Regions from separate parts of the Sus scrofa genome. Here all the other regions are linked to region 3. A link is a contact called in public HiChIP or PLAC-seq data. All regions are on one chromosome and are shown on one strand. The core of a region is the stretch at or near the end of the contact, and the rest is flanking DNA. Distances in the headings are between cores, read along the strand shown.

What was found. HiChIP or PLAC-seq counts read pairs in DNA pulled down with a chosen protein or histone mark.
Region 1: a contact with region 3 is called in an H3K27ac HiChIP or PLAC-seq map of alveolar macrophages. The contact joins two enhancer-like sites. A contact is called at or near these places in 2 of 47 Hi-C or Micro-C datasets (embryonic fibroblasts and heart right ventricle) and 1 of 2 datasets of contacts at active chromatin or transcription factors (alveolar macrophages).
Region 2: an H3K27ac HiChIP or PLAC-seq map of alveolar macrophages shows a contact between it and region 3. The contact joins two enhancer-like sites. A contact is called at or near these places in 2 of 47 Hi-C or Micro-C datasets (both in liver) and 1 of 2 datasets of contacts at active chromatin or transcription factors (alveolar macrophages).
Region 4: an H3K27ac HiChIP or PLAC-seq map of alveolar macrophages shows a contact between it and region 3. The contact joins two enhancer-like sites. A contact is called at or near these places in 2 of 47 Hi-C or Micro-C datasets (embryonic fibroblasts and liver) and 1 of 2 datasets of contacts at active chromatin or transcription factors (alveolar macrophages).

The regions. Positions count from the first base shown.
Region 1 is chr18:33,558,679-33,565,873 of Sscrofa11.1, forward strand. All of the region lies in intron 1 of DOCK4 (dedicator of cytokinesis protein 4), which reads left to right. Among named protein-coding and RNA genes, the nearest start is that of DOCK4, 140 kb to the left of the region's middle. Within about 2 kb of position 2,828, at least 8 of the 83 cell types and tissues checked have an H3K27ac peak or open chromatin away from gene starts, as enhancers often do. A contact at or near this core is called in alveolar macrophages, where this site is marked.
Region 2 is chr18:33,588,624-33,595,337 of Sscrofa11.1, forward strand. The region is part of intron 1 of DOCK4 (dedicator of cytokinesis protein 4); the gene reads left to right. Among named protein-coding and RNA genes, the nearest start is that of DOCK4, 170 kb to the left of the region's middle. Within about 2 kb of position 3,223, at least 20 of the 83 cell types and tissues checked have an H3K27ac peak or open chromatin away from gene starts, as enhancers often do. A contact at or near this core is called in alveolar macrophages and liver, where this site is marked.
Region 3 is chr18:33,720,468-33,726,792 of Sscrofa11.1, forward strand. It overlaps DOCK4 (dedicator of cytokinesis protein 4), which reads left to right. Exons shown (of 54, transcript XM_021079277.1): 17 at 5,198-5,354. Among named protein-coding and RNA genes, the nearest start is that of IMMP2L, 280 kb to the right of the region's middle. Within about 2 kb of position 2,079, at least 14 of the 83 cell types and tissues checked have an H3K27ac peak or open chromatin away from gene starts, as enhancers often do. A contact at or near this core is called in alveolar macrophages and liver, where this site is marked.
Region 4 is chr18:33,537,932-33,545,022 of Sscrofa11.1, forward strand. All of the region lies in intron 1 of DOCK4 (dedicator of cytokinesis protein 4), which reads left to right. Among named protein-coding and RNA genes, the nearest start is that of DOCK4, 120 kb to the left of the region's middle. Within about 2 kb of position 5,675, at least 9 of the 83 cell types and tissues checked have an H3K27ac peak or open chromatin away from gene starts, as enhancers often do. A contact at or near this core is called in alveolar macrophages and liver, where this site is marked.

The DNA of each region.
Region 1 (7,195 bases), core at 1,578-4,077, 160 kb before region 3:
TTGCTTTTATCGGTGACAGAACTGTCCCTTCAGAATGTCCCATGAATGTTTGTAGTGCTTTTTCCCACTTTCATGACTTCGCTTATGTTCTTTTCGTCTTTGAAACTTACTTTGCTTTACACAAAGTGCATTTCACAGGCAGAAGAACTGGATGATCATTAGGCTTTCCTTTCAACTCCTTTAGGTTTGATAATTTGTAAAATATCAAGTTGGCAGGAGGAGAGATATTGGTCATGATTGATTATCAGCATTATTGTCAGGGATGAGCACGTATTAGTTAAGAGCAGAGTAAATGATTCCTATCTTATTGAATGAAAAGTGAGTGAATGCATGAATAAATGAATGAATGAATGAACAAAAGTACCTTGCAGCCAGATCTGGGTTCAAGTTCCTGCTGCGCTCCTTACTAGTTGTGTTATGATGATTGCCCTGAGTTTCAGTTTATTCATCTACACTGTAGAATTTTACTTACTACCCAGGTTTGTTTTGAGGATTAAATAAGCTAACTTATGTTAAAAAATTAAATGATGCTGGTCTGGTTTCTGTTGAAGCATTCCAGAAACATTTCCATCACCACCACCATCATCATCACTTTATTCTCCCCTTGGAAATTCTCAGTGAAGATGAACATAACAAAGACACTGGAAAGTTCTCCAGCAAAAGAACCTCTTGACATTAAAAAAAAATCATATGCGCCTTTTTTGAGTGTTTGGGATATTATCATCTTCCCAGACTGTTGCACCACGAAATAAAATTTGAGAAAGGCTACTATGAATTATGAATTAAAGTTACATTCATAATTCTTCTGAAAACTTTAGTGTATTTATTTTTAAGACTTCTTAAGTGGCCAGAGAGAGTTTAAAGGCTTTGCTTGTGTGCTGACCCTCACTGAGTATCATGGATGGCTGGGATAGTGGAAAGCAAGTGACAGGAGTGCTGGTATGTGGCAGGCCCTGGGCTCAGCTCCCTTGAAGGAAGGCCTTGCTGGCAGCCCATCTCCTGGGCATCTGTCTTGAACTCCCTCATGAACCAAAGCCTGGCACTCGGAGACAGGTTTTTCCAGTGTGGTTCTCATTCCCTTTGTGACGGTGACTCTCTCTCATGGTTTCATTCTGCCACTCTCGGTGTGACCCACTTTTGCAGTCCTCCAGGTGCTGGGCAGGCCAGCCAGGGCAGGATGTAGCTGTTCCCCGAAGGATGCGCAGCAGTCCCTTCTGTCCATGGGCTGTAGCCTCAAATCCATCCAAAGTGGTGATCATTGAAAATGTCAATGCACCCAGGTGTGATCATCTCTTTGTAGGAAAGACGCCGATGGGTGGGGAGAGGTGAGTAGTTTTTAACTCCATCCATTCCCTTTTATTTTGGAAAGTGTTCATTTGTGTGAAGTGAAGGGATGCAAGAAGAGAACGAGTGGTAAAGTAGGGCTCGAGGGCGTATTAACAGTCATCTCAGATACCTCCTTATCTTACGAACTCAAGCCATTTTTTCCCAGTTAGATTGTGCTTTTGACCTTTAAATGGCTTAAAAATCAAGGAGGTTCATCTATTCCTTTTCTCCATAACTCTCCTTGAAGGAGCTGAAAGTGAAATCTGCTGTCTGCTGAAGCTGGCAGCCCTTTGCAGATGTGTTTTCTCTCTGCGCAACTGTGAAATGCGTTTCATGAACTTGATGTTCACGAAGCCTGTGAAGTTCCTAATTTGAATGCGATGATCCTTTTAGCCCCTACCTTGGAAATGATCTTAATTCCTTTCTGTTGTAACCAAGAGTTTTTCTAAGGGTTTCTCTTGAAAGTTAAAGAAATTCTTAATTTTCAAGAAACATTTTCATTGGCTCTTAAATGTATTCTCTTTCTTCTGAGTTGTGTAGATTTTGACAGCAGTAGTTGTGAGTGGTTCTATTGGAACAGAGCTCTGTAGGGAGTTTGGTAAATGCCAGTATCTGAAAGGGAGGATTTCTTAATATTTTAGGTACAGCCACGGGAAAACATCCACATCCTCATGTCTGTAACTGCTGATTAGCTTCCAGGTCCCATGGTTTTCATCATTTTTTTCTTTTGATGTGTCCATGTTTATCTTAATTTTTATTATTAATGAAAAATTATTGCTTCAGTCAGCTACCTTTATGAAACTCTTTGAGGCGATAGGATTGGTTAGTCAGAGCTGCATATCTAGAATTCTCTTTGATTAATTGTATCATGATATCTGATGCTATCACTTTTGCTGCTAAATGAAAACAAAGGTAAATGGAAGATGATTGTTATCATCACATCTTGATTTGATACGTGAACAAGAATGGGTTCCTTAGTTGTGCTGTGATGATTTTATATTCACTGAAGTGAAAAACTCTGAAATGCAGTGAAACTTTATGAATGTGAAATTGTTACATGCATTCAAGAACTATTATTGTGACTTCATTCGCCTCAGAACGTCCTGAGTGGTTGAAACAAGATTGAACACCTGAATTTTCTGAATTTAGGCCAGATCAGACTAGGAAACCCCTGGTGTCCTCAGAGTGGAGCTTAATCTTTTAACCAAACAAGCTTTTCCTTCAGCGTTTTGACCTGTGACTTGGAAAGAACTTGTTTCCTTGTTCCTTTCTGGCCTGGAGTTCTTTGCCCTCACTTCCCAGTTTCCAGGACCGAGTGATCCTTGGAGAGATAAGAAGAGGAAGAGGAAATAGCCTTTGACCTTTGTCAGTATTGCCCCATAGAACCCACTTCCAGATCTGGCTTTTCTCTTTTCCTCTTCTCTGCCTTTCTTCTGTCCTGCTTAGTCTGCTGTCTTCTTACTCATGATCTGTCTATGTTCCTTATAATGCAGCAAACAAGGCTGTAATCAAGGCTCTTGCCTCACTGAAGCTCTGAGAATTGGTTACATGTGGCCTTTGCCCAAGGGACTCCATATTCAGTGTGTTCATGATTGATTGGGTTAATGAAACAGGGAGCAGGTGACAAATTTAGTTTATGGAAGCCCCATTCAGGATTGTAAGCATTTGAAAGGGCTGAAAAGACATACCAGAGATTCTAATCAAGCAGGGTGGCTTAGAAGAAAGGTCACAAATGAAATTTAATGTGAATTATGCTAGGGTGGGTAATTCATATTATGAAAATAATTTAGGCATGTGACATTCGGTTGTCACTTACTGCTTTTGGAAACTTCCTGGAGTAGAGGAGGCTGTGCTTGCTAGTCTTTATAACAGAGGTTTTAATGATTTATTTTTAAAAATTACCTAGACCATATATTCTAAAAAAAACAATTGTCCATGGTAGAGTGAAGAGAGAGGAATAAGAAGAGGGAGGAGATGCAAAGATAAGATGCTATCACTGCTACTGGCCTTCTTTTCTCTCCAAGGACCTGTCCACACACTTTCCAAACATTTCTGCTTCATGTAATTCAGACAGTGTCTTCTATATTAGTGAAACATGTCTGGTAACAAAAAATCAGAGTCTACACTTACAAAATATGTATTTTCGTTTATAAGTTATGGACATGTACTGCCTGCTCTTATTTAACATAGTAAAAGTGCCTCCAAAACACATGTTATGAGATAAAGGTAAAATAAACTTGATTATTTAATTTTGATTAATACTGTAAAGCCCTTTTAATCATATACAAAAATAGAATTTTAGTGAGAGCAGTGTGATTAAATATGCTTCATTTGAAGGTTAGTTTCCAAGAGCTTTATTATCTTTGGCCTTATTAGCTTTATATAATTTATGTACAAAAAACTGCATCTGTTTTAAAGTATGTAGTTTAATGAGTTTTTTCTGAGTAGTTTGTTCTGATATCTAGTTTTCATAGCTTATACCTTAGAAACAAGGTATAGTTAGGACACAATTCATTATTGGTGATAATGGGCATATAATCCATATTTCACAGTTTTCTTTATGATTTCAGCCTGGGTTGCAGAATTTGTTGTCACCCTCTTATTTTTAGATCTGATTAGCTCGTCAATTTTTACCTATAACATACGGCTGATTAAGGTAAATCCATAGGAGTGTCAGTTTTACCATTCTGTTTGCTTGCTCGTGCTCATGTTATTAGCGCCATCCTTAATCCATGTTTTCTTTGCAGGAATCTTTTTAAGCCATTTGCACACATTTGTAAACGAATTCAGTTAAACTGATGTAATCTTATTTGTAAATCCACTTAGTCAGGCCCAGGTGCATGGCAGCCTTTCACCATATGCTGGGAGTGAAGAACTGTGTGGACCCTTCCCTCTGGACGGAACCCCCTCTCTTCTCTCTCAGCGCCTCACAGCTCCAGTCCCATGTGCTTTAGGGCATGCACCAGTGAGAGGTCAAACAAGACTTTAGGAGAGCTTACCTTATTTTTAAGGTAAAGCCATTACGTATATCATATCATACACATGCAAAGAAATGCTAATCCATTCTCCGTGCCTCCGTGGCTCATCTTGTGGACCTAACTCCATCAATGGTTGTCAATTTGCTGTTTAAAATAAAGCCACCCCCCACCCCACTTACTTCTTGCACAGTGGCCAATTATGTAAAAATACCCAGAGCTGCTGTTCCTGCAGCAGCAGCATTGAACGGCTGAGATCTGTCTGATCGCACCTGCTTCATTCCTTTTCCACCTGCCTCCCTTCTCCCTCCCAGCCTACGCTAGCAGACCACAGTTTAACTCAAGATAGGAAGGGAAAAGTTGTCTCTGATCTTAGTATCAGATCTCACTCTGCTTCTCCTTCGATGTCTCTTTGTTTTTCTCTCCTGGATCCTAAGATTCTTGTCAGCGATCACATTTCCCTCATGGCCTTTCTTTAGGAAGAGCTTAGCGCCAGCTCCATCTTTTGTGCTAAGTGGTACAGTTCAGTTCCATCTGTTACCTCTTTTGCAGTGTATGGTCATGCATGGGATACACTTTTGATTCCAGGCGATTCCTGCCTTTATCTTGCTTTTATACCTTGATTTTCCTTTGCTTCATATTTAATTTATATTTTCTTTTTATATTAAACACATTAAGTGTATCTAACTTCTCATTATATATATGTGTGTGTGTGTATGTAAGTACATATAATGCTATATATGTGTGTGTGTGTGTATATATAGTGCTAAATAAATGGTAGATAAGTGAATTCAAAATGGAGTGAATGACTTAGGCTTGATTTGAGAGAAGGCAAGTAAATCCAATGTTACCTGAAAAATTTTTTTTCTCCCTAAAAAAAAAAAAAGGAAAATACATCATTTTTTATTTCTTTATCTTGTAGATTTGGGGGGGTGGAGGGGTCAGTAATTCCAAAGTTCAGAGGCTCATTTAGAAAAGCAGACCATCCGGGCTCTGTCATTCTTCATTAGAAGTCAGTATAGTTATGACTTCTGTGTTATTTTGGCAACAAGGTCAGGGGTTTAATGCTGGGATTACTTGGAAAATGGAGGTCGTTTTCTCTAGAAATTGGGGTCAGTTGTTGTAGGGACAGATGGAGATTTACTAAGGTATGTAATAGATCTTGTTATTTTGGAATTGGAAAGCAATTTTAAAATAACTTTTATCTGAGGTCAAGATTTTGTGGTCTCAAACTAGATGCCAAGCGAGTCATTATTTCGTGACCCAGCTCCGAAGTGGAGGTTCTTGTTTTCTGAACCTCCCTGTTGTGAATGCTTTAATTTGCTCAGTGGTCCCATCGGAGGGGTTCTTGCAATTTCATACACAGAGGGAGGTACAGAAGCTTGGAGGCTGAGCTCTTGGACGTTTGTTGCTGGCCCCCCTCCGGGAGTCAGTGCCCCCTCTTCTGGGACCAGCTCCCGTCTTGGTTTGAGATTTGTCTTTCTTTACTCCTAAGTACCCAAGCGCTTGGGATAGATTCCAGCCCAAGGGATTGACTCAGGGTGTGATGCTGATGATCTTGCCCTCGATGCCTTTCCCTCAGACCTTTCCCCTACAGGCTCTGACACATATAACTGGTTTTGCAAGATCTAGTCATTGCATGCATACCATCGAGTGGAAAAACGAACAAAATTCTAGATAAGCCATGGAAACAAATCTCCTATTTTATAGTGTAAGTTGAGGATTATCAAATGTTTGGAAAAGGCCTTTTTTTGTTGTTATTAGGATGTTTGTGACACTTTGTAATTAAGCTGGCTGATGCCTTGTTGGGTTGCACTAGCTGGTGGAACTTTCATGAGACAGGGCAAAGTTACTTTTTGAACGTTTGAGAAATAGGGATCGGAATAGGAAGGAAATGAGTGGAATCTTTTTTTTTTTTTTTTCTTCCTCACAGAAAAACCCCTTTAAAAGTATGCATACGGATTAAGTCGTAAAAATGAAATGACCAAGGGTGTTTTTACCTGCATTGTGGTACGGTCTGCAGCAGTAAACTCTAATTATGCACCTTGCTTGTCCTTCCCTTGAACTTCAAACCCTTGAACTTGATCTGAGGAGTAGGCTATAAATAGCATGTGTCTTGCATGTAGCCAAACATTGTACTATAATTAGTGAGGTTTATGGCTTGCCATTGCCTCTCCAGAATGATGGCTGGTCAGTAAGAATCAGAGTTTTTATTAGCACCGGGCTTTGAATGGTTAAGAGAATTGAGTCTCTTTCTATATAAGTCCTTTGAAGTAACAATCATGGAAGTAAATAAACAATGGGCAGGGGAAGCTGTAGCATTTAACGGGCTTTTCTCTTGGCCTTTTGACTCCTCTAGGTTTGGTGATATAGAAAGCAGGGCAAGAAATTGGCATCATATGGGGGTAGGTTCTGCCAATTGATTCTAAAACAAATGACTTTGTATGTGGTATGAATTACATCAAGTTCACTGGGCTTTAGCTTGTAAAGCTGTTAAATAAGAATGTTGAGAGGAAGAATGAATTTTTTCAATATTAAGATTGAGGAGGAGTGTGAAATCAGTGCAGGGACATCTCAGAGGGAGTGGAGGGAGGGGGTGGGTGTGTAGTCCAGCTGCTGCTATGGGGAAACTGTAGCCATTCTTGCTCCTGGGTGAGTGGGAAGCAGCAGAGCTTTTTGTGTAACAGTGCAGGGATGGGTCTAGGGCGTTATGACAGAATGTGGAGATACAGGTGGCCAGTTGATAAGTTTGGGAACAGGTCTGACCTAACATAGGGCTGGTGATCCAGCACTGAAAGAACATGACCTTGTTATGAATTTCAAAAAAATCTAGCAGGGAGAGCTGTAGTCCATTGTATGCCCCAAAAGGGAATCAGAGGGGACATAGGAAAGAA
Region 2 (6,714 bases), core at 1,973-4,472, 130 kb before region 3:
TGGGTTGAAATTCTTCCCGCTTGATTTCAGCCACATGAGGATTCTTTAAGAGAAGAGGTTAACTAGATCTTTTAAAGGCATTATCTGGCAATTGCAATTCAGCCAGTTACTTACACTGAGCTCCTCCTAGCAAGAGGAGGTAGTTCTGTGTTCGGAACAGTAGGGTAGCCTTTTTCCAACATACACCGATCAAGCCTTTTGGTGCACCCTCTGGCCTCCATTCTGCCAACAAAATGCTTTTGCTCTCGGGAAAATAGTATGTTGTCACAGCGTTCTAGGAAGGTTGGAATCCACTTCTTATCTTTGCTGTAACCTATTAGGTCGTCACCCTAAGAGAATGAGGACACAGCTCTGTGTATATTACTGGAGTGGGCAGGGAAGGTGGCCAGAGAGGAAGTGACACTCTTAGCTGAATTAAAAATGATTTAGCATAAAGCAGGCAGTGAATGGGCTGAAGGCTGTTCCCAGCAGAAGGACCCACATGAGCCAGTAGCATTGATGAAACAGCATCATGAGTGCGAGACCCTCTAGGGATCTGATGATACTGATGCAAAATAAAGGATGGTGAAAGAGGAAGTGTCACGGTGAGGCAGGCAGCTGGGCTGGGCCACAGAGGATGAGAACGTGATCTTAACAGTTGGGGAGCAAGTGGTGCTGCCGAGGGCTTTATGCGTGAGAGACCTAATGAGCTCAGCTTGGAGCACTAGAATGGAGGGCATCGCATCAGAGGTGCTGAGGCAACAGGCAGCATAAGGGTGGCTGAAAAAGAAGTTTAGCATTCTGGTAGAGTATGTTATCCTCTCCTTAGCTAGTGTGTTAACTGAGCACTTTGAACGGAGACAGCAAGGCCAAGAAAGATCCAAAATAAACAAACAGTGTGTCACTACTACCCACTTGAGACGAGAAGCTGGGTCTGTTTTTTTTTTTTTGTCTTTTTGCTATTTCTTGGGTTGCTCCCGCAGCATATGGAGGTTCCTAGGCTAGGGGTCGAATTGGAGCTGTAGCCACTGGCCTACGCCAGAGCCACAGCAACGCAGGATCCGAGCCGCGTCTGCAACCTACACCACAGCTCACGGCAACGCCGGATCGTTAACCCACTGAGCAAGGGCAGGGATCGAACCCGCAACCTCATGGTTCCTAGTCAGATTTGCTCATCACTGCGCCACGATGGGAACTCCCTGGGTTTGTTTTTAATTCTTGTCCTCCTCCTGGGAGTCTCTGAGCTGGGTGTGATTTCACACGCATGGACTCGAGCTGAATTGGAAGCCCTGTGAGTGCTTAGGGAACTCAGGTGAGGCTAAAGTAGGAACAGCAGCTTTTTAAAAATCCATCACTGGATCGCTAGCCCCTCAGCACGGTGCCTGGCATATGGGCGGTATTGAGGCAGTGTCAAGGATTCGGCTTATGTCAGCACTTGGAAAACATCTGTACTATCATCAGTGTCACTAAATGCTTTAAGTTGGTCTTCAACATTTCAGTTGATTAGTGCTTTCTCAATGACCAGCTGTGTTATGCAAACCAAGTTTCTAAACTTGGAGATTTGGTTATTTTGTAAATGTATTTAGTAGCATGAAATACTGAGGAAGGAGTTGTATCACTTCACTAATTTTGTGAAAGATTTTGTATCACTTTGCTAATTTTACATTACACGTGGCTAAGGATACAGGTCTTGATGGCAGCCCTGCTCTGAAGAGCAGAATGTCTGAAAATAACCAATGTCAATGTTCAGTGGAGGAAAAGATTGTGTTATTTTGAGCAGAGGTGTGCCATGATCTGCCTTCGGTTTTAGAAAAATTGCTCTGGCGGCCCTATGGAGAATTGACTCTTTGAAAGTCAAGGTCTTGGAAACAGGGAGAGCTTTAGGAGTGAGGACAGTAATCCAGGCTTGAGACAATGGTGGTTTGACCAGGTAGGAATTGATGCAGAGCCTAAGAAGTGGCCAGAACTCGAGGTAGACTTTACAAATAGAGGACAGGATTTGTTGATGGGTTGGCTAAAGAATATAAGGGTAGGGAGGCAAGGATGACTCCCAGGTTTGGGCCTGAGCAGCTGGAATGGTGCAAACCATTTCCTGAAATGGTCGGCTGACACGGAACAGGTTTTGGATTGTGGTGTCGGAGAGTGTGGGAAAGAGAGATTGAGTTCCTTGTAGGAGTTCCTGTTGTGGCTCAGCAGTAACAAACCCAACTAGTATCCATGAGGACATGGGCTTGATCCCTGGCCTCACTCAGTGGGTTAAGGATCCGGTGTAGGTCGCAGATTTGGCTTGGATCCTGCTTTGCTGTGGCTATGGCGTTGGCTGGCAACTGCAGCTGCAAATAGACCTATATAGAACTCCCATATGCTGTGGGTGCAGACCTAAAAAGACCAAAAAAAAAAAAAAAAAAAGTGTTCGAAGGAGAGATCTCAACTAGATAGATCAGTTTGGGAGTCAGCATTTAGATGATAAATAAAGCCAGGAAGCTGAGAAAGGTCTCTTGAAACATGTGGATTATATACTCATTAAGTGTTTAAGGCAAGTTGGTTATTTTTATGAAGTCATTATATTAGAAAATTGAAAGCACTGTATCCTCGCTTATGTCTTTCAAAGATGTGCACATAAGTAATCCTTCTTGAAGATGAACCAGCATGTAAATGATAAACATTTTCTCGCCTCTGAAAGGCGTAATCAAAGCGGTTTAGGAAGGAAAGCTATTGGCCAGCCATGGCTGTCAAATCAAGGGGAAGAAACACTTGCATGTGCTGGTATCACTTGGTCTCCTGGCTAGCCGTTAGCAACATTAAATATCAAAGTTTTACTTTGTAATGACATGAAGAGAGCTGGAATATAAATTAAAGGATAAGGCTGTCTTTGAGAATTATTTTTGCTAATTCCTCAAAGGCACATCCTGAATCGACAAGTTGAGGGGTTTTTTGTGGATTTTCCACTTGCAGAAATAACAGCACACCAGTTACGTATTACCAGTATTCAGGGGCTGGGGCACAGAGTGCCTGTCTCTCTCTCGTTCCTATTCTAGTGGTGAGATTCCAAGGACAAAGTCCGGGGGAGGGGGGGGGAGGTGTAAAAAAGCCTTCACCACTACTGATGTTAAAGATAGTAAGCGCAAGAGCCTAAGGTCTCTGTTCTCAGATTGAGAGGACCTGATGTTATCTAATGTTTCACTTTCTTACTGAGCAGTAAATGCCAAGTCTTGAGGTGGGAAACAGAGGCCTTTGCCATGTGATCTGCAGCAGGAACTCGGCACCAAGTATGTGTCACAGCTTCCCGGCTTTGACTTCCTCCTGCCTGCCTCCCTCCCTCGGCTTCTTGGAATGACTCTGGAAATCCTGTCAAGAAGACTTCTTAGAAAAGGCTTCCCTTTGATAGAAGTTGTACTTTATTTCTGGGGCAATCTGTGGGCCGTTCGCTTTGAGTGTTTATTAATAGAAAATTACAGCCAGTAAATCTCAGAGGTTGGAAATTCAGGAAGTAAACATTCTTTGATGTGAACTACTTGCCAGGTAGGAGAGGCAACAACTGTAACGTGTAACAGCTTAAATATACTGACCGCGCAGGTGTGCCAGCCCCTGTGCTGAACGCCTGCCCTGTTCTTCGTGGACCCAGAACCCTGTGGAGCAGATACTGGTATCTCTTCACTGTACAGGTTGAGGAAACTGAGGCATGACAAGATTAATAGCTTGCTTGAGGGCCCTTGGTGAAGAAGTGGCAGACATGGGATTTGCACGCACCTGTGCAGAAGTCCAGGTGATGCCTGTCCTCCCCTCAAGCAGCAGTAAGCCCAACGGGGACATCCATCTGCCAACCGAGGTTGGGACTCTTTCAAGCTTTGTGACCTGAAGCACATGACTTCCCTTGTCTAAACTCAGCTTTCCTCCTCTATGAGATACAAATGGAGGTGCCTATGGCAGAGAGCTGGTGAGAAGAGACATCGTGATAGGTTTGTGGCTGCTCTAGCTCAGTACCTGGAGCAGTGCCCAGTCTTTAGGAGATCTTTTTTGGTTTTTTGTTTGTTTTGTGGTAGGTGGATCTTTAATAATCATTTACTGAGGCGGTGACTCTCATGTGCTGAGCACATAGCATAGCATCTTCTGGGGGAAACCCAGGTGGGGACAGAGGAGTGTTGCATGTGAAGAGAAAAAAGTAAAACTCTATTCTAAGGGTTTCTCATAGCATCACGGTACAGACTGGCACTAAGCAAAGTGCGCCCCTGCCAATAGCTAGTGGTCTTTCTCAGCTTCCAATTTTGACATTAAGTAGCATAGATAGTCAAATACATATTTTATAAAAATAGGAGGTCATATGCCCTTAGCATGCTGTGGGGCTTTCTAGAGATTGTCCCACGTGCCTGCCCTGTAGTCCGCAGGTGGTGAAGACCAGCTGACTCTAGGGAATTAGCAGGTGCTCGGCAGGACACCGGTAAGGAAGAACTGTGGTCCTTTTGTGTATAGTCATGTTTGGCAGATAGGAATGGCTTGGGAATTGTCTGAGGAACTATTGGACCAGAACTCTCTGGTGCAGTAAGTAAATTAAAAGACATAGATTTTAAGAAAGCTATGAAAAGATGCAGGAAGTTTAGCTTACTGAGTAGATTTGGGGGAATTTGTGGAGATGATGATGAGATCCTTTGTGGATGATACAAAATGCTTCAGATGACAGCCTCTAGGAGTTGGATTGGTCTAACTGTTGAATTAGTCTTGCCTGTTGAAGATGTTACACTCCCTTCTGGACTGCAGGTAGCCTAGGGTTTTCACTCTGTTTATGTGGGAAACCTACCTATGAAATTCATGCACTGCTTGTTTCCTTTTCTAAGCTAGTCAAAGGATTGACAGGATTGATTTTTTTTTTTTTCCCCCACTCATTTGTGATGTGTATTTGCCCATTTTCTTCACCTGGGTGTAGGCCGCTTGAGGACAGGTGCCTGGTCTTAACATCCCACATCTCTGGGGCTCACCTCCCCTAAACACAGCAAGAACTAACAAGTAATTTTATGAACACACAGAATAGATTTGCCCAAGTCCATGCGCTAATGCTCATGATACTCATTCGAGTGGTTTAATGATTCTCTTTCATGTCTCATTCCAAAGGGCTGATTTCTGGACCAAAATAATTGGGAGGACAGACAGTACGATAGTTTTGGGTATCAGCCCTTGTCCTCTGTGTACCCTTGGCGTTTGTCTCCCAGCCTGGGTAGGACATGGTAAGGGGCCGTTTCCCATCCTCACCTGGCCTCCACATTCGGTCTAGTTGGTGCTATTGACCCTTCAGGACTCAGCCTGGCATCTCCATCCAGTGCAGGCTCTGGGCTCTTGACTCTGCAGCCTTGCAGACCTGGCAGGAAGGTGATTCTGTGTTCTCAGTTGCCTTCTGCTGCCCTTTGGAGAGGGAGAGACTGTCTTGAGGGGAGGCAAGAAGGTTGCCTTATTCAGACCATCATGAAATGTACCCGGCTGCCCTTTCTACTCTCTTTTGGCTGCTCTTCTTATTGAGGTCCTGCTCGCAGTACCACAGAGCAGGGAGCACAGACCTTTTTTACTTCGTAATTTCCAAACTCCATCAGGGAATCTGTTCAGCCTTTCTCCCCATTCCTGGTCTCACCCCAGTAGGACACCAAGCAGGTGCTGTGCTTGTATACAACCCTCTGGCTCACCTCTTCCTTTCCCTACTTGCCTTTCCCTCCCTTTCTAGATAGGTAGAGATGTTCTCTTTCCCATTTTGGGAAACCATTCTGCCTCTTTCATGCTTTGGGGTTTGTAACAAAACTCTTGGGTTCTCCAGATTGTAGTCTGGATATTTAAAGGACCGCCTTAGGAATTTAGAAAACACTTCTCCCAGTAAAGCCAAGTCCTTGTTAATGAAAGCCCTGGCGGATGGAAGCCTGGAATTTCACAACTGTTGACTAGGAAATGAGCCACGCCTGTTTGGGAAGTGGAAGACCGATCACGTCTCCTTTGTTTTGTTGTCCCCATGATAACAATGTGACTGCCTCAGTGGGAGGAGGGTAAGGAGCACCGGAAATTACTGGGAATAAAAAGGCAAATGCTGCTGTGTAAACACTGTCCAGCTAGAGAATCAAGTATGGACCTGTAAAGCCAAAAACTGTCCTCCCAGAGTTCCTGAAGTTGAATCTTACCGGTGACAATATTCTGTTGAACGACAGGAATGGAGAGGGCAGAAAGAGAGTGAGATGTTCTTTTTTGATTGTAGCGAGTCAATGCCAAATGTATAAAACTACACTGCTTTATAGACCTTAAAGTCCTAGGACCTAATGTCCAGAGATAATATTCACCTCACCAGGCTCTTATGAACAGAAATTACCATACCTTCTCATTATTTTGTGCTCCCTGCCTCTATTTGCCCAGCATTTGCTCATTCATTGAATTTCTTTTACTCATAGGCTACAAGTGGCTCTTGGGCATGGAAAACAAAATCACTTTCAGCCTCTTTTCAGTCTCACGTGATCTTGTAAGGTCCTCGGGTTTGAAATACTGAAGCTTTGATCATGTAAGCCAAAGGCTGGTTTTCAAGAAATGATTGACATCTACTCATTTCCCGAAAACAAGCATAAATCCGAAATTTGATTTTCATGTGGCCAGGAGGTGCATACTTCAGACTCGATGACGGTCGTCAGGGATTCAAACTAAGATGGGTTGGTTGGTTTGTTTTTAACAACCAGAAGGTCCTGCCATAGCTAGGGAATCATAGGAAGCTGAACT
Region 3 (6,325 bases), core at 829-3,328:
TCACAGGTATTCAGACACCCAGCCACAACCTTAAGTACTGATATTTCCACTTCAAGCACAGGCGGTGCCAGGCTGTCCTTTACCACATTCGTTTCTGTGACTTCACGGCTCTTAGCCCTTCCCATGGGGGAGACTGCTCATTCTCATTGGTTTCCTCTGGTCTGTGTCCTGGTTCCAAGTCATACTTATCGTACAGACCCTTCTCCCACCTGCGGGAAGAACATTTGAGGAATTTCTTGCTGACTTTTCCTCACTCCCTGGCTGGTGAGCTTTGCATTTTCTCTTAAGAGTCTGGACAGGCTTTTGGGTTTAAACCCTTGTGACACCTGCCCCTGCCCCTACCTACAGGCCTGTCTTCTGGAACCCATTTCTATTATTTGCTGCTCTGCAACCTCACTTCTTGTCTGCAGGTTCTGCAGTTTCTCTCTCCTCGAGGGAATGAACCGGTGATCTCTTAAGTCATCTGTTGGGGTCCCAGGCTCTGCTGTCATGCCTCCTCTTTTCCTCACTGCTCCTCCTCCCCTTGGCATCCAGATCACGTGACCCCTTTCACTCCCTAGATGATTCTAGGCCATAGACAAGTCACTTCACAGGAGGACTCCTCGGCTGCCGATTGTGTTTATTGGTACTTTTGTTACAGGCAGGTATGCTAAGAAGAATGTCTTCTAATAATCTGATTCTGCTTCTCTAAACATGTTAGGATGTTCTTAAAGATGGATTTTTTTTTTTTTTTTGGTCTTTTTAGGACTATAACTGCAGCATATGGATGTTCCGAGGCTTGGGTTGAATTGGAGCTGCAGCTGCGGGCCTCGCCACAGCCATAGCAACTTGGGATCTGAACCCTGTCTGCAGCCTACATCACATCTCATGGCACTGCGGGATCCTTAACCTGCTGAGTGAGGCCAGGGATCAAACCCGTATCTTCATGGATACTGGTTGGGTTCATTACCACTGAGCCATGATGGGAACGCCCCCAAAATTAATTATTTTTAAAAATAATGAAACTACTTCAGCTGCACAGACCACTCTCTCTCCCAGGATATCTCCCACAAACATACCCTATTTTTTGAAAACGAAAGTCGGCATGGGTTGCGGGGGTGGGGATATCTTTTTTAGCCATACCTGACATTTAGTATGTTACCTATAATCAATCAATTTTAAATTTGATGTAGCAAAACTCAAAACTTGGTTAAAACAATAGTGGAAGAGCAATTGTGGTCACAACCACTATGTTGTGTAGTAGGTGTGACCACAAAGTTTGGTTCAGGTCCAAGCTCTGACACATACCAACACTGTGACATTGAGCAAGTCGCATAAGCTCTTTGGGTTACAATATCCCACCTCATAGGATTATTATCTGAATAAGAAAATACAAAGTGCTCAGCCTGACGTTTAGTAAGCCCTCATGAATGATGGTTGCTTGAATTGTTTTTAAAATCTCCAGAGTTGTGTGATGTGTTAAGGATGCACATGGAAAACCTCAGAGGACAAGAGAAGATAAGCAATGAGATTTTCTGTGTAATTTCTGCCTGCCCCATTTAAGTTCCTCAGAAATAGATTAAAATTCTAACCCCAATACCTAGCATATGGCCTTGATTCCTACTGGACAAAAAAAAAAAAAAAAAAAAAAAAAAAAAAATCAATTCTAAAGCTTTGGTAAATATTATATCAAAAGGTTCATAGAGACCAAAGGGTGATTATGTACTTTACTGAATTGATGGGTAGAATTCCTGCCCCCTCCCACTTCCTCCCCACACCAATACTAAGATACACACAACACACATATACACACACCAGTTTTATTGGTGGAAGTTCTTAAAATAACTTTTCTATCCAAAGTGATGTTTTATTAGTTGTTGTTTTTTGTACTTGAATAAGGGTGATAAGAGTTTAGCTGTGAGAAGCTATCAAGGTGTCATACCTCAGAACCAGAGAGACTTTGGTGCTGCAGTCTTGGCCCCCACAGGCTGGGGGAGAAGTAAAGTGAACAAGAACAGATGGCAATGATCAGGTCATCAAGATTGGCCCCAGTGAAGGCAGCCAGGACTTGTGGTTACAGTGCCCCCTACAGGCACAACACAGCCATCGCGTCTTCCATCACAGAAGTGGTCAGTCCCTGACTGCCAGTTGAGCTCCACGAGCACAGCAAGCAAGAATCCTAAGACGCTTTGAGAAGTGCTCAAGAGCCAGGCTGTCTTTGGCGGGGGCAGGGGGTGGGTACGGGGAGAAGCCCTGTCTCTAGGGGCAGGACTCCTGTGAACAGATGGCGCATACCAGACCAGAGCATGCAGCTCCTGGGGAGGAAGCCTGGAAATAGCGAGACAGTGTCCAGACTGGGTTTGCACGAGCCTCCTGTCCCAAAAGGAAGTAGTGGTTCAGCCTACACAGCACAAGTCAGGCTGGGGATGGCAGACCACAGCATGTTCCTAACCCCACAGACGAGGTCCAGACAGGAAATCAGGTTACTGAGGGGCCCTGTGACGCATGGCTTGCTGTCCTCCAAACCCTGATACCACTGAACAAGACCAAGGAAAAGGGAGACAGTGTCTCTGGGTTCCAGAACACTACTTTGCCTAAGCATTTTTTCTGAGGAAAGCATATGACGTGTTCACTTTATAAATGTTCTTTAAACCATACATACATTCTTCTGTCTAAATGAAATATCTTGTAGTAATAAAAGAAGGCATTTGGAGTCATAACATGAGAAGCAAATTACGGAGGCTGTTTGTTGTGTTTCTTGGTACTCCTGTTGGTGGGCAGGTGTGCTGGGAAGAACATCTTGTCATATCCCAGTTCTCCATCTCTGAACATATCAGGTCTTTCTTAAAGATTTACTTTTTATTATTTTTTTTAATTTTGTAAATCACACCAAGTAGTCTAGAAAGCCAGAGGGATTCCCTGCTTAAATTCCTACCTGTTACTGAGACACTGGCCTTGAAAATATACAAAGTTTAAGAAATAACGTTCCTAAAACTATATTAATTTATACTCAAAATAAGCTAAACTATACCAGTTGTATATCTGTTAAAATATTTCTTCTCAAAGTTTTAACTTAAAATCCCCTTCATTACAAAAGCAGTATACAGATAAAAATAAAATAAAAACAGCAGACTCTCATTACCCAGATGAGATGTTTTTTGTCTTTTTGCCTTTTCTAGGGCCGCTCCTGCGGCATATGGAGGTTCCCAGGCTAGGGGTCTAATTGGAGCTGTTGCTGCCGGCCTACACCACAGCTCATGGCAATACCGGATCCCCAACCCACGGAGCAAGGTCAGGGATTGAGCCCGCAACCTCGTGGTTCCTAGTCAGATTTGTCAACCACTGCGCCATGACGGGAACTCCCAGATGACGTTAACTGTTAACCCCTTAGTGTATATCCTTCTGGATGTTTTCCTGGATGGACTTTTTTTTTTTTTTTTAAACCCAAATGATATGTTTTTAATTGACTTCTGAAAAGAGCAGTTTTAGTTTACAGTAAAGTTGAGAAAGTACAGGAAATTCCTGTCCACTCTCTGCCTCCACACATTATCAACATCCCTCCCCAGAATGGTCCTTTTTTTTTTTAAACCAAGGATGAACCTACATTGAATTTCATCATTACCCGGAATCCACAGTTTACCATTGGGTTCACTCTTGGTTTTGTATCTTCTGTGGGTTTGGACAAATGTATAATGACATGTATTCATCGTTATAATAGCATACTGCCCTATACAAGTCCTCTGAGCTCTGCCTAGTCTTCTCTTTTCCTTCTCCCAACCCCTGGCAACCACTGATCTTTTTTACTATCTCCGTAGTTTTGTACTTTCTAGAATGTCACATAGTTGGAATCATATAGTATGTTGACTTTTCAGATTGGCTCCTTTCACTTGGTGATTATGCATTGCGATTCCCCCATGTCTTTTCATTTATTTTGAGCACTGAATGGTATTCTAGTTTTCTGGATGTACAATAATTAATTCCTTTGTTCATGTACTGAAGGATATCTAGCTTGCTTCATTCTATATATTTTTTACATATCTTTATTTATATATATTTTTAGTTTACTTTTTTTGGTCAGTTATGGACTTTTCCAATCATTAGTTTTTATCTCATCCAGAACTTATTTAAATTTCAAAAAAAAAAAAAATCCTCTTTAGCGTGTTTATCCAAATCCAGGACCACTCTGTTATATCTAGCTATTTCTCTCTTAAATGTTGTTTAATTTAGAACAGTCCTTTTTTCATAAAACTTGAAGAGACAAAGCCAGGCATCCTATGGCAAGTGCCGCCTTCTAGATTTGTCTGGTTGCTTCCCCGTAACGCTCAGCACGTTGCTGTCCCTCGTATTTCCTGTGAAGTAGAAGTTGAATCTCTAGGTGTAATAGCGTCAGGTTTCCACCGCTTTGGTGAGAAGGCAGTACAGATGATGATGTGTTTCTCTGCATTGCCCTGCAGTTGAGTGCTGACCTCCCCGTCCCCCCACGTGCAGCTGTATTCGTCCCCTTGCCCATTGGAGGTCACTGGTATGTTGCTACATTGGCATCATTTGAATGTTGATTTCCTCATCAACACTTCTCCTGCTGGTTTTAGCACTAAGTGACAATCCTTGACTCAAGGAAGGATTACATTAGGGATAGGAAACAATATTTTTAAAGTTCATAATTCCTTTTACATTTGTTGGCTGGGGCATTTTCTGTACAGTAGACATTTCCCAACATAGGGGGGCTATTCAATTACCCTGCGATGCAGAGTCCTCTAATTGCCAGTTTTCAAAGTAAGGAGTTAATATCTGTCTCAGATGAAATGTTGGAAGAATTTAAACACTTTTTTAAAATGCCACAGCCACTGCAGTGTGATTTGAGCACTTTCAATGTATCAGGCACTATGTTTAAAAGCCTTATGTAATGTAATTCTTATGACAGCACAGTGAGCTTTTAGAGATAGAAAACAGAAATCCCAAGAGGTTAAATAACCTGATGCAGTTACTCATGTGGGAAGTAACAAAGATAAGGTTCAAACCCACAAGGATCTGAGTCCAAAATCCATGTGTAATTCCTTGTAGACATTTGCATTACATTTTACTTAAAAGCCAAATTCTATTTGTAATGATATTTGGAATATTTCCCAGTTCATAAATGCTAGAAATGGATATTATGATTAATAATTCTCATGAGGTCTCTCCTCCACCTCCCCCCCTTTTTAAACTATTTTTTTTATAGTGTGAAGAAAACACAAATCTTCAGGATACTACCCGCTACCTCAAACTTCCCTTTTCCAAGGGCATTCTCCTGGGGAATAATAATCAAGCTATGAAGGCCACAAAGGAGTCTTTTTGGATAACATCTTTTCTCTGTTCCACAAAACTCACACAAAATGGTAACGTATGATACTGGTTTTTATTTTCAAGCCTTTGTATTTAAGTACTCATGAATTTTGGTAGGCATATTCAATAAACATCAATGTTATATTTAAGAATTTTGCACTAGAAAAATCATTGATCCTTCTGTTTGTGATTTCCAATAAAATGGAAACAGTTGTGACCCAGTGATCAATTAAATGCATGTAGTTTTAAGGGCTACAGAGTTATCCCACTCTTGGAACCCAGACACACAATGCTTCAAATAAACCATCAAAACCCAGCTGCTTTAAAAAAAAAAAAAAAAAAAAGGCAAAGATTCCCACCACTTTAATCTCTCTTGTTTTATAGCTCCATAAACAGTGCTAATTGCGGGCTTTAGAATAAATGCTGTTTTTTGTTTAATTAGATGGATATTGCTTTTCTATTCTAGCATTACTTTTTTACGTCAGTGGTTGTTTAGCAAGCTATGATTAATAAAGCAAGTTCTTCTCCTTGGCAAATTGTCATGAAAACATTGTCTGTAATGAAGGAAGTAAATTAAACATTTTTGAGTTCTCCATGGTGCCATGCCAGGCTTCTAGAAAGCAGCGTGAATGCCACATTAAGAAAGTCACACTCATTATGTTGAAGCGAATCACTTCATACATAATAAGGTACAGCTCTTCCTTGACTTAGGATTGAGTTACATCCTGATAAGCCCGTGGTAACTTGGATACGGTAAGTCGAATGTACATTTTATTGTCCCTAACCTACAAAACATCCTAGCTTAGCCTAGCCTACATTGAACATGTTCAGAATACTTACATTAGCTGGCAGTTGGGCAAAATCATATGACTCAGAGCCTATTTTATAATGAAGTATGAAGTATTTCCTTTAATTGGTTGAACACTGTACCGAAAGTGAAAAGCAAAATGGTCCTGTGGGTACAGAATGGTTGTAAGTGTGTGGATTGTTTACTTCGTGATCACATGACTGGGAGCCGTGCCTC
Region 4 (7,091 bases), core at 4,425-6,924, 180 kb before region 3:
CCCCTCCCCCCTTATTTTTGGAGTATTTTAAGGCAAATCCAGGATATTATGTCATTTTACCTCAAAATTCTTCAGCATGTCTTTCTGAGAAGGACTGTTTTTTTTTTTTAAGTATCATTTCATCATCGCACCTGTTATAATGAACATTAATTTCAAGAGTTAAATTAACAGTTCATATTTCTGGTGATCTCAAGGATATGCTTTTTTTTTTTTTTTTTTTTTTTTTTTTTTTCAGTTGTTCTCTGACTCTTACTAATTCAGGACTTAAACAGAGTCCACATTTTTCAGTGGTTATTGGGTCTCTTAAGTTTTATTTTATCATTGTCCTTCCCTCTCCTGCTATTTTGTTTTTTCCCCTTCATGCCATTTCCTTGGTGGCAAAATGAGCTCGTTTATAGGTTCAAATGTGCCCTATTGTGGATTTACCCATGGTGTGGTAACTTTCACTTTTTTTTTTTTTTAATAACCTGTATTTTCTGTAAATTGAATATTAGGTCTAGAGATGTGATTAGTTCCAGCCTTATTTGTTTTAGTTCTTTTGGGAGAAATGTCTCATAGGTGTTGCTGTGTACTTTTACCTTCCTTCAATAAGGACCTGATGTCTGGCTGTCCCTTCAGTGGCACTGCTCTGGCTACATCAGTCAGGAAATTCAAATGCTGTCAGCCTGATTCCATTAGAAAGTTCCCCAACATCCTCTCATCTTGATGGACCCAGTATCCATTGATAGTTGCTGCCTAGATCCAGTCTTTCTCTTGGGAATTAGAAAATGGTGGCTTTTCTTTTCTTTTCTTTCCTTTTTTCTTTTTGTCTTTTTTCGGGCCACATCCACATTATACGGAGGTTTCCAGGCTAGGTGTCAATTCAGAGCTGTAGCTGCTTGGCCTATACCACATCCATAGCAATACCAGATCCGAGCCATGTCTGCGGCCCACACCACAGCTTAGAGCAACTCTGGATCCTTAACCCACTTAGCAAGGCCAGGAATTGAACTTGTGTCCTCATGGATGCTAGTCACATTTGTTTCCGCTGAGCCATGACAGGAACTCCAGAAAATGGTGATTTTTCTAATTCTGTTATTTTGTCTACATTTATTGCCCAGAATTCTTCTATAAAGAAGACTTCATGTACTGTTTGATTACCTCGACGTACAGTGTGCATGAAAACGACAAGATAAATACTTCATACTTTTCCATATTTTAAATTTGGGGAGTAATAAATTTGTGTCCTTGCAGCCTCCAATAAGGAGTAATTAACTTTTTCCCATAAGTAATATTAGACATTGGATATCTTTCAGTCCATTGTAGTCATTCTTCCTTATTCCTTTTACTCAGATTGCTCTATCTTAGGCCAGTCTGTCTGATCCCGATGTCTTTTTGACACAATCCCATCAATCTTTGGTCAAGTACAGGTTTTTGATCTCTAATCTTGTTTACTGGTTTCTAAAGGGTATTTGAAATTAGTCAGTGGGCATCCTATTTGATGACAAGTAGGCATTTGGGAGTTACGAGGGAGCACTGCAGTAATTCCTCCAAATGTTATCACGTCAGATCCTTTTCATTTTCAGGAGAAAGGATTAGAAGGTAGCTTTGTGGTAGGATCTACAATGGCAGATTCTGGTCTTAAAACCAAGATCTTGAAACTATTCTCTCAGAGTACAGGGTGTGAGTAAGGGCACTGGTCTTGAGTAAGACGTACTGGCTCCAAATCCCTACCTGATCACTTCTGGGCTCTACAGCTTAGTCAAGTTACTCATGAGCTTTACATTTTTGCTTTTTCAGTCTCTAAAGTGCAGGTGATAGTGATATATACTCCTAGACTGCTTGTGTGGTAACAGTGAAACACAAAGCCTGCCACACCCAGGAAGCAGTAGCAAAAAAATGGCAGCAGGTCACGTTCATGGGATTTGGCATTAAGTCTAAATCTGTTGCTTCCCTCTGTGCAGACATGAAGGAGGATTTTCTTTTGTTTTCATTATTCAGGTCTTGAAGTTTCCCACATTGGTTTATTTGTGGGAATAGAAGAAAACATTTTCTCCGTCTGCAGCATCATGTGACTGTTACTTCTTGTCAGCGGTGTGAAATCTCAGATGGAAGTATATTAACTCAGGGTTCAGTATGACTGTTCAGCAAAGCTAAGCAGACTTTATTTAAAGAAAGTGTTTGTTCTCTTTTTCTGGACACACAACTCACAAGAACTATATATGCATCATGCTGTTGAGTAGTGGCTTTGGGATGCTTTTCATATAAATGAATTTTCCCATCAGTTGAAAGTTACTCTTTTTCAATGCTAAACTTTAAAATATTTTCGGGAGTCCCCGTCGTGGCGCAGTGGTTAATGAATCCGACTAGGAACCATGAGGTTGCGGGTTCCGTCCCTGCCCTTGCTCAGTGGGTTAAGGACCTGGCGTTGCCATGAGCTGTGGTGTAGGTCGCAGATGCGGCTCGGATCCAGCGTTGCTATGGCTCTGGATAGGCCGGTGGCTGCAGCTCTGATTCAACCCCTAGCCTGGGAACCTCCATATGCCACGGGAATGGCCCAAGAAATAGCAAAAAATGACCAAGAAAAAAGAAAAATTTTTTTTCATAGCTTCTGATAAGCTATGAAATTTTACTAAATTTCATAAAAATTTACTAAATTTTACTAAAAAATGTAACTGGCTTAAACAGAGGCAATTTAAACATCTTTTAACCTTTTCTCTATGACTGCACCAGACAGCTATTGTTACATAACAAATAATCCCACAAGCCAGTGGCTTAAAAATAATTTACATTCATTCTCATTCCTCTGGATGCTGATTGGCTGGGGTTATTGTAAGCTATGTTGCAGGCTTTCCTGAGCTTTTGATCTTACTTGGATTGGGTTTAGTCTTGGGCCCAATCTGAAGGGGCATCCAACCAAGGAAAATTTTTCTTATGGTGATGGCAGAGATACAAAATAACTTCACAAGCATGTTTCAAGTCTCCTTGTATCACATCTGATTCCATTTCATTGGTCAAAGTAGGTCAGTTAGTGACTGAGCCTAATATCAGTAGCACAGGGAGTTACAATACCTCTTTCGTGGAGGTGAGGAAGGAAAGAGTTTGCTAAACAGCGATCTGCTTTATCATAATAACCAGGGTCATTGATAAGAGTTTGCAACAGGGTTTTCTGTTATGTACAGTTTTTATTTGTACCTTTGAGAACCCTGCCAACAATCCTAACTTTGAACTTGCTCATTCTGTACCACAGATAACCCAGTTTTAGGTAAGGATAAATGAATTCTAGATGTGGACTTAAGGCCTTCTCCTGGGAAGTGAAGCATTTTCATGGCTACTTTGGATACTTGGTGAATTTCTTTTATTTTCCTCTATACAATTTGTTCTCAAAAGAATCCTTGATGTTGTCAGAAATTTGACTTCTGGGAGTAAGAGGTTAACCACAGTATGTAAAGGTAAACCTCTAGGAAACAGAGGTTAATTCATTTTGTTACACTAACTGGGTCATGCACTATGCTAGTAACTCTAGCTTTTCAGATTCTAATCTTACAGAACAACAGGGGCAAATTGCCTAGTCTCTGGGTACTTTGTGAATGTAACCAGTGGAGATGATAAATATGAAAGCTTGAGAAATTGTGATGTAATCAAATATCAAATAAAATTATTGTCAGTTACTTTCAAATCATAGTAATATAAAATCCTGCTAATTCCTAATTATTTTGCCCTAGATGTATTGAAACTCACTTTAGTGCAATTAATAGAGAAAGACTTTGTCAAAAAAATTAGTGTTAAGAACCTACTGAAAAAAGTACATCATAAAAATTAGAACATTTGATTGGGAATATAATCAGTGCTAATTATAATTAGTGCTAATTTCAAGTATGCTTAATTTGTTCACAAAGCAGACCCAATGGACTTTAAATTCACAATCTCCATAATGAATTAAAAGTAATAGTGTTTTTAAATTTAAATATGTTCTACAATAAATCGTATTTTCTTCAAAATTTATTTTTAACTAAATCGCATGGATAGGATTTTAGCATGTTTACAAAATTATGTATTTTTTTGAACGCAAGAAAAGCACTACCCGTCTCATGTAGTTTTGATATGAAATGTCTCAGTAAGGGATGTGGTGATTAGTATCCTTCTCTCCCTTAACGTGCTCGCTCGCTTGCTCTCTTTCGTAATAAACCCTTAAATGTATTAAATGTAATATAATTTAATTAGGAGAGAGGTGGAGTTGCCACTCTCTGTAGGTGCCTCACTGTCTCTGTTAGCTACGGGTATAACTTAGCAGTACATTCTCCTTAGGCTTTTTCAGCATCTTAGAGTAAGAAAAAATTGTTTTGTAATAAACTACAATTAGGATGTTTGATTTGATGGGAAATCCCAGCCTGCTGAGGGCTTTCCAATGTTGTCATCCCCCAGTAGAGATTTAAATAAAAAAAAAAAAAAGGTAGTTTTTCTAACCACAGAAACCACTGCCCCTATTTCTAACCATTGTTTTGTTCCCATCATCACTGTGGAATAACGAATGCCTACCTAGCATGTTCTCAGTCTTCCAGACCCACAGATCAGGGTGTGGTGATGGTTATTATTTTCTCTGCTGACATTACAATTTAGGGGAATTTCAGGGTAAAATATCCTATTTTCGAGATCCCACAAAGCATGGTTCTCTTGGCATAGATGTTTCACCTTAGTCATGACATAGGTTTTTTAAAGGAAGTTTGTCAGTTTTCAGTATTTTATCATTTATTGAGGCTGTATTCCATGCTGGGCACTGTGACAGGGACTCTATATGGGTAGGAATCTCCTTTAATTCCCACAACTCTCTGCAGAGAGTGTTCCTCCAACACCATTGGATGCACGAGGATGCTGAGGCCCAGAAAGGATGAGCAGCCTGCCTAGTTTGTCACGTGGCTGTAAGAAGCAGAGCAGGGCTCCAGCTCAAGTCTGTGTCCCTGTAGAGGCTGTACCCTTGAGCATGATGCCATGTGCCACATTACCCTGTGATCTGCCTCCTTGGGTCTTGATGCTTGTGCATTATGACACCTCGGGTGGTTTCCCCTCTTTTCATTCTTGAGTCCCAAGTTCCCCGTTGCCATCTTCCTTTTTGGTCCTTTAATGGGAAGAAGCATTACATAAACCTGTAATTTAATAGACCTGTGTTAAACATCAGCTGTGTGAGGAGAACTGTGTCAGAAACTGGAGCGACAAACATTTTGGTTTTCTCGATACAGTCTAGAAAACATTTGAGGTAGCTGATAAAATACATCAAATAAAAAAGGGATTGAAAAAAAAAGTCTCAAAGACCATGAAGATAGAATGAATTCCTTCCAGGGGACCCTCTAGAAGAGTTCCACTTGCAGAACATTGTTTCGTGTTCTTTGTCTCCCTGGTCCATTCTGCAGAACAGAAGGAAAACTCCCATTGGCGCTTTCCATCTTGGACTTCTTAGGGCTCTGCCGTCAACTTGAGTGTTGGGTTCAAGCCATCCTGATACATGACCTCAATGACCAGCATCTCCTAAAGACTTTGTAATGTGCAGAATATTTTCACAAGGATTGTCTTGTTTGTTCCCTATAACTTTGAGAAGCAGCAGTCATACCGAAACTGAGTCACGTTAACACAGCCGGCCCGCATTCTGCCAGGCTCCTCCAACCCCACTGCTTCCTTGAATTATCCACTGGACTTGCATTCTTCTGACTTGGGGTTCCTTTTTCCTGTTTCACTTCTTCTTTCGTAGGCTTTTAGCAGCACCCCCACTCCCTTTAACACCGCAGCAATTTTGTTACTGGTTTTACCCTTATCTCATCAGATGGTGCCCTCTCATCCATGGTCTAGGGACCACTTGGCAGACCCTCCAGTAATGGACCTCCACAGTTATTTTTATTCTTTAAAAATGTCTTTTATATTGTTGAACACTAGCTAGAACAGGAGCTTAAATCTTTTTCATTTCTCGTATCCCACAGATCGCACAATATAAATTTTTAGTGACATAGATATAAATGTTGTTGAAACAGCAAAGTATCTTACTGTCTCCATCCTGTTACCAGTGTGTAGTATTCAGGTGATGGTGGCTTGTTTGTAGAGCTTGAGCAAAATGTTCTTTGACAATGGACATTTCAAATATTTGTATATTTTGGCTGTGTAAATATTCCTGGAGCAGAGGATTTGTGTTATCTGTGCCTAACAGAAATGAAAACAAAAATCTCCCACCAGGTCTGTCTTCCTTTAGCCACATGGGAAGTGATGGTTCTACAAGTTGCCAAATGTGCATGGCTGATCATAACCTCCTCTTGAGCAGTTTAAGCTGGCACCGGAAATCTGAGATATGACTGAAGGATGTGTCATGGAGGAAAAATTTCTGAAATGTTGTTTAAAACAAAAAGTAACAGATACATAGCATTTCCCTATCCATGTTAGTGAACCTTCTAAATGTAAAGGGATCTTTAAATTTTTTGTTTAAAAAACATTTTCAGTTACTTTGAGTTTTGTGCACATTTAAGTAAAGTTGCCAGATTTAGCAAATAAAAATACAGGACACCCAGTTAAATTTTAATTTTAGGTAAACAACGAAAACATTTTTTAGCAAAAGTAGATTTCCCATGCAATTTGGGGGACCTTCTTATACTAAAAACTTACTCCTTTTTTTTCCCCCTGAAATTCATGTTTAGCTGGGCATCCCTTATTTTATCCGAAAATCCTACTTTAAAAAGTGTTTAATGATCTATATTTACCTAATATGTAAGATAGAGTACTTACTCTTTTTTAAATGTAAATAATGTTTACTAAAGCAATTGCTCTAAATTTGGTTCTTTTGATAGAAATTTAAGTTAGAAAACTAAAGAAGTGTAAGAGTTTAAATCTGAAGTAACTGCAATTTGATTACATTAAAACGAAGCACAGGGATCTCCAAAATAGGAAAGTAGGATTTATAGTTAATATTCCATTTTTACTTTCCTTCAGCATTTCCCCATTGCTCCTTATTCTGCCCTCTGGAGGCTCTAGAAAATAATGAAGAAGATGTTATTAACGAGAGCCAGCACTTGCTGAGATCAGTGACACGCTAGGCACTGTTGTTGTATTTGTCTTAATTTATTTAATCTTTACAA